2 separate regions of the Macaca mulatta genome follow, and region 1 is linked to region 2. The links are chromatin contacts, called in public Hi-C maps. All regions are on one chromosome and are shown on one strand. The core of a region is the stretch at or near the end of the contact, and the rest is flanking DNA. Distances in the headings are between cores, read along the strand shown.

Region 1 (3,487 bases), core at 86-2,585, 140 kb before region 2:
TTAAGAGATGGATTCTATCTTATTTATCTGCAACTAACAATGCTTGGCACCAAATGTAGAATTGAAATGAATTTTCTTTACAATCTTGACTAAAAAATGAGGGTTTTTTAAGATCAAGAAATCCACCCGCCTCGGCCTCCCAAAGTGCTGGGATTAGAAGCGTGAGTCACCATTTGTCTCATTTTTGTTTACATTTAAAATAATAAACCTTGAGGTCGGGCGCGGTGGCTCACGCCTGTAATTTCAGCCCTTCGGGAGGCCGAAGCGGGTGGATCATCTGAAGTCAGGAGTTTGAGACCAGCCTGGCCAACATGGTGAAACGCCCGTCTCTATTAAAAATACAAAAATTAGCGGCCAGGCGCGGTGGCTCACGCCTCTAGTATTAACACTTTGGGAGGCCGAGGCGGGCGGATCACGAGGTTAGGGGTTTGAGACCAGCCTGGCAAACATGGTGAAACCCCGTCTCTACTAAAAATACAAAAATTAGCCGGGTGTGAGTATAGGCGCCTATAATCCCAGCTACTCGGGAGGCTGAGGCAGGAGAATCGCTTGAACCCGGGAGGCGGAGGTTGCAGCGAGCCTATACTACGTCATTGCACTCCAACCTGGGCGACAGAACGACCAAAGAAAGAAAAAAATTAGCTGGATGTAGTGGCGGGAGCCTGTAATCCCAGCTACCCGGGAGGCTGAGGCAAGAGAATCACTTGAACCTGGGAGGCGGAGGTTGCAATGAGCCGAGATCGCGCCATTGCACTCCAGCCTAGGCGACAAGAGCAAAACTCCGTCTCAAAAGTAAATAATAAAATAAAATAAAAAACCTTGAACGTCATCGATGTAAGTTGGGAACTCCTATAGCAAGATTCCACACATCCCATTTTTTGACGTTTTATTCCAAAGACACAAGCAAAAGGCAGAAAACGACTGCCGTGAACCCCTGCTAACGACAACTTGGTGACTGCACGATCATTGGACGACGGTTATATCCTCGCCATCCAATCGCCGGAAAGTCCGGAGAGAAACCTCTCTGGATTGGTTAGAGGAAACATCTCTCCAAACTCACTCAAGAAGGGGTTGGGCGCGGGGGTTCGGCCGGCAACGCCTCTGGCCAGTCAGAGACAGCATGAGGGCGGGCTTTGCCGCAGGAAGGTGGTGATTCTCGGCGGGTCAGACCCTCCTGCGGGAGGGTGGGCGTGGCCTCCAGTAGCGGTCTCCTTGCTCTGTGGGCCAGAGCGCGGGGTGGGCGGGGCCCACGGGCCTGGGCGGGGCGAGCGGTGTCAGCGGCGGAGCCGGATGCGGGCGGCACCGCGGCGGTCGCGGCCCTGGGGATGGGCGGAGCCCCAGCCGCTAGTGCTGGTGGCCGCCGCTGCTGCCCCAGCTGGAGCCCGAGCCGCCACCTCTGCGTCCGCGCGGCGCTGCTTCCCAGGGCGGCGGTATGCTGGGGAAAGGAGTAGTCGGCGGTGGCGGCGGCACCAAGGCCCCCAAGCCCTCCTTCGTGTCGTACGTACGCCCTGAGGTGAGGGGGCGCCGCGCAGGCGGGGCGTGGGGCAGGGGCGGCCCGGGAGAGGGGCGCCGGGAGCCCCTTCCCTGCCGCGGGGAGTGCCGCGGAGCGCTTCCTGCCCTTGTGCCGGGCGATGGGGCAGCCAGGCGGGCTGAGGCCGCAGGGGCGCGCTGGGGCCTCCACGCGGGCCAGAGTGGGGACCCTGGCGCAGGCAGGCAGGTGCCCGAGCGCAGGGCCCGGCCGCTGGAGGCTGGTGGAGGGGCCCGAGCCGAGAAGAGATTGCGGCCCAGAACGCCCCTGGGGATTCTGGCCCAGGACCTGGGGTTGTGGGCACTGCTGGGAGGGGTAGGGCCGGGGGTCGGAGCCCCTAACGGGGCCTGCTCGGAGCCCGCGTGGGTCCGTCCTGCCTCTGGACTTTCTCAGTGAGCCCGGGAGCCCGCCGGCCTCCGCTGCCGACCTCTGAGTGCCTCGGGTGCCGCTGGCGGGATGCCTTGCACCTACGTCCGCCTCCCGTCAGCTCTGCGGGGAGAAACGGGGGTCCCTTAGGAATTCTCCGCTGTCGCTTCTTTCTCCTCATCCCCTCACCATCATCCTTTCTACCCACTTCTTACTGTTCTGAATCTTCAGGTCAAGAAGTTTGTTCATTCATTCAGATAATACTACTTGAGCTCCTACTATGTGTCAGGCACTAAGTGCTTGTGATAGACATCAGTGAACAAGACAGAGATCTCTGCTCTCCTGGAACTTATTTGAGGGGGAGAGGAGAAACAGGGTGAATTATAGATATTTAAGTAAATTATACTGTGTAGTAGGAGGCGATAAATATCGTGGTAAAGGAAAGAAATCTTTTTCCTCCGCGCAAAGGTGGCATTTGAGCCGAGACTTGAAGATGTGAGGGGTCTGAGAGAAGAGTCATCCAGGTAGAGAGAACAGCCCCCGGGAAGGTTGTGAGGTGGGAGTGTGTCTGAAGGGTTGGCGGAGCGTCAAGGAAGCCAGCATGGCAGAGGCCCATGGACAAGGGGGACAGTCCTAGGAGAGGAGGTTAGAGAGATCAGAACTTGTAGGCCTTGCTCAGGGCATCTTGAGTAATAGTTCTTAATCCAAATGCCTAATGAGATGCCTTCTCATTTTGGATCTGTGAAGGTTTTTTTCTGCTCTTCTCTCCAGCAGAAGTGCAGAATCACCGCCAAATTTGTTGCAGATGTCCTCCCACCTCTGTAATGCAGAAGCACGTGGGCTGTGGATGAGAGAGCTGATCAGGGACTGCTTCTGTAAGACCACCTGGGGCCTGAGGCATTTGCATATGTATCTTTAAATTCAAGATATGTGTGTTTTCTCCAGGGGAGAGTGCTCTTAAAATTGCTCTTATTTTTAGTCCTAGTTGTAAAATACAAACCATTTCCTCTGTTAGCACTTGACGTGGAGTCAGGGTCATCTTACAGTTTCAGCAGGCTTCCCTTGTAGTATCACATGTAAATAATATGGTCAGTTTCTCTCTGTGTCTTTTTAAAACATTTAAAATTAAAAAAAATTTTTGTGGGTATAGTAGGTGTGTATATTTAATGGAATACATGAAATATTTGGGCTGGGCGTGGTGGCTGACACCTGTAATCCTAGCACTTTGGGTGGCTGAGGTGTGTGGATCACCTGAGGTCAGAAGTTCGAGACCAGCCTGGCCAACATGGTGAAACCCCGAAATTAGCCAGACGTGGTGGTGCACACCTGTAATCCCAGTTACTTGGGAGGCTGAGGCAGGAGAATCGCTTGAACGCAGGAGGCAGAGGCTGCAGTGAGCTGAGATCACACCACTGCACTACAGCTTGGGCGACAGAGTAAGACTCCATCTCAAAAAAAAAAAAAAAGAAAAGAAATCTTTGGATACAGGCATATAATGCATGAATGGAGTATCCATCACTGCAAGCATTTATCCTTCCTTTGTGTTACACACTATCCAATTATACTCTTTAAGTTATTATAAAATATAAAATA
Region 2 (3,337 bases), core at 373-2,872:
GGATTTGCTGGCATTAAAACCTTGAGGGGAGAAAGGAGAACAACTGGGTGAACAGGGGCAGAGCTGGGAGGGAGATTTTCACTACACACGTCTTTGTACTCTTTGAACTACATACTTGACTATATTAGTCAAGTAATTTTTTTTTTTTTGAGACAGGGTCTTGTTCTGTCTCCCAGGCTGGTATGCAGTGGCGCGATCACCCTCATGGCAGCCTCAAATTCTGGGCCCAAGTGGTTCTCCTGCCTCAGCCTCCTGAGGACCTGAGACTACAGATGTGGGCCACAACTCCTGGTTAACTTTTTTCAAATAATAAATTCATCACATTTATTTTAGAAAGAAACATTTCAAGCTACAATATTTGGTAAAATCAGAAAAGAGATGTAGAAAAAAAGTCAAAAGAGGGTGTGAATGGGAGAAATTGGTTGAGGTGAAATCGACCTTCGCCCAGACAGGTGGGAAAAAGGGAAGGTCTACTTGGTGCTCCCCCTGGACCCTCTCTTCCCCTCATTTAGCACTGTCACTTTCCAGGGCATGCGATGGTAGGCAGCAGCAGTTCTGGATAATGGATTTGTGGAAAGAGAACCCATCTAAACCACTCTTTAGCCACAGCCTACGATCACTTTTTTTTTTTAAATTTTTATTTTTTGCTTTGCTGTTGTTCCACTCTGTCCATACATTGTTTAATACAGGATGGCACACAATGCCATTCCTGATTGTTTCACTTATAAGCGCCACCCTCTACTCCTCCAACTCCTGACTCAGGTTTGACAGCTATTTTTTAACGTAATTTGCATACGCCGAGAGGATTTCACTTAGTAACTACACGGAGAGAGATCTGATGCGTACAAAGACGTGGCATGAAACCCTGCAGGTTTATTGTCTCTATAAAAAGATCGTTAAGGTTGAGCGTGCTAACGTGTGCGGCACTAACTGTACTCACTACGCCCTGGTCACTTTATAGCAGAAGTCCAAGGCAAGAAAAGAAGTTTTACAAACAAAACTGGTCAATTGTTCTATCTTCTTACTCCTGGAAAACACTAAAGGTCCACTTTCAAACCATTTGGACGCACTTGCTTCTTCTAAAGGGTTAGGGAGTCCCGGCAGAAAGCGCGCCCCTCCTCTCCCAGTGGCCGCGAGCGAAGCGCTTCCTGCCACTCCTGCGGACCCCGGAGTCCAAATGGGACCCCTTCCACACCGCCGCGGAGCCGCCTCCGAAGACGGCGGTGTCTGAGGCGCGGAGGGCAAGGCTGGAGGCTGAGTGGGGTCCACCTTCACGTGGCCCAGGCTCTTCCGATTCGTGGGGGGCCCCACCAGGTTCAGGCTCCAGCCCTGGGTAGTGAAGGCAAAACGGGGAGCGGAAGGAGGGAGGGCACGTCACGGGAGCGGGACTACAGGACCGCGGGTCAGGGGGCGCAGGAACTACAAGGAAAAGACAAGTACCAAGGGCCAGGAAGGGTGTAGGCGGCAGTGCCAGAGGATCCCCGCCCGCCGGGTCCGGCCGCCGGGTCCCCGCCCGCCGCTTCCGGCGTCTCCCGGCCCAGTTCTTCCGCGCCGACTCTGCCACATCCTCCGGTGACGTCAGCCGGGGCCGCCATATTGGAAAGGCGCCGCCGCCGCCTCCGTTTCGGAGCTCGGGCTGTTTCGGGGGCCGCGGCCGCACGCAGGAAGGCGCCCCTCTCCTGCTCCGCCGACGCCCGGCCAGCCCGCTTCGCCCTGACCTGTCTCCTCATGACTGCCCCCGGCCCTGCTGCCGACGGACGTCGCCCCGGCGTCCGGATTTAACACGGAAACCCGGGTCGGAGGCCGCGCGGGGAGGAGGAGGGCGAGCCGGTCGGTCCCGCGTCCCTCTCGGCCCGGCTCGGCGCCTCGGCGGGAGCCATGACCTCGCTGACCCAGCGCAGCTCGGGCCTGGTGCAGCGGCGCACCGAGGCCTCCCGCAACGCCGCCGACAAGGAGCGGGCGGCGGGCGGCGGCGCCGGCAGCAGCGAGGACGACGCGCAGAGCCGCCGCGACGAGCAGGACGACGACGACAAGGGCGACTCCAAGGAAACGCGGCTGACCCTGATGGAGGAGGTGCTCCTGCTGGGCCTCAAGGACCGCGAGGTGCGGACGCGGCGGGCAGGGCGGGGGGAGGCGGCGCGGGGCCCGGGCGCCAGGTGAGCTCCAGGTAGGTGCCAGGTGAGCGCCCGAGGCTTCCGGCCTGCGCACCTGCCCTCGCTCCGGAGCCCGCGCCCGGTGGCGCCCAGCTGACCCTGAGCAGTGTCGGAGTTTGTTGACCCCCTGCGCGGCCGGTGCTTTCCGGATCCTCCCAGTAGAGATGGCTTGGATTTTTCCTTACCCTTTTCACAGTCGCTCCTTTCATTTCGACACCCTGGCAGTTTGTATTTCTTCGTCGCCTTTTTCCGCGTTTTTAACCCGTGTAGACCCCAGGGTGCAAATCCAACCCGGAGACTGCCCGGGAAACAAACAGCTGGCGCCACCAGCGCCACGAACTCTTGGGTTTTTGCAGGTTTTAGGACCTGGGAGGGGTGCCCGGATCTGCTTGCTGGGGTTTTTCTTCTTCAGTTAAGGCTTACTGTTGGGAATTAGGAAAAACGTAGGCGAAGTGGTAATAGAGGGAAAAGCTCTTTTACTGAGTAAAGTTAAGTCAAAATTCTCATGAAAACTCCTGGCAAATGACTTTCTAGGTGAACTTGACTTGGGTTAGAGATTATTTTTAGTATAGCTTTTATATTTTATCAGTTGATTAATCTCAAAGTCTTGCCGTCTTAAGAAAGGATTTTTTCATCGAATGCTTGAAATGTGGGTTTGTGAGTTGATGAAAGGCCTCAGATTTTCAGGTGGGTTGAAGTTGCAATAGATATTTCTTTGCATTCTGACTTTGAAAGCATTTATTTTCACTTCAGTGTCCAAAATTTTCACATACAGAAAAGTTGAAAAAGTGATAGATACATATGCATATATACTCTTTCCTAGATTCTATAACGTTCTGCTGTATTTGTTACATTTGCCTAAGAAATGATTATTTGTTTATTTTGAGACGGAGTTTCGCTTTTATTGCCCAAGCTCCTGGAGTGCAATGCCGCGGTCCGAAACCTCCGCCTCCCCGGTTCAAGCGATTCTTCTGCCTCAGCCTCCTGAGTAACTGGGATTACAGGCATGCGCCACCATGCCAGGCTAATTTTGTATTTTTGTTTTGTTTTGTTTTGAGACGGAGTCTCACTCTGTCGCCCAGGCTGGAGTGCAGTGGTGCGGTCTCCACTCACTGCAACCTCTGCCTCCCGGATTCAAGCGATTCTCCTGCCTCAGCCTCCCGAATAGCTGGGATTACAGGCGT

What was found. Hi-C and Micro-C count contacts between places; a contact is called where the count stands out from the background.
Region 1: a Hi-C map of fetal cortex germinal zone shows a contact between it and region 2, with 2.5 times the contacts expected there. The contact joins the promoter of MTMR12 here to the promoter of GOLPH3 in region 2. A contact is called at or near these places in 2 of 14 Hi-C or Micro-C datasets (blood and fetal cortex germinal zone).

What each region holds. Positions count from the first base shown.
Region 1 is chr6:33,692,150-33,695,636 of T2T-MMU8v2.0, reverse strand. MTMR12 (myotubularin related protein 12) reads left to right here and starts at 1,335. Exons shown (of 16, transcript NM_001266986.1): 1 at 1,335-1,513. The coding sequence starts at 1,433.
Region 2 is chr6:33,550,071-33,553,407 of T2T-MMU8v2.0, reverse strand. GOLPH3 (golgi phosphoprotein 3) reads left to right here and starts at 1,622. Exons shown (of 4, transcript XM_015139792.3): 1 at 1,622-2,103. The coding sequence starts at 1,879.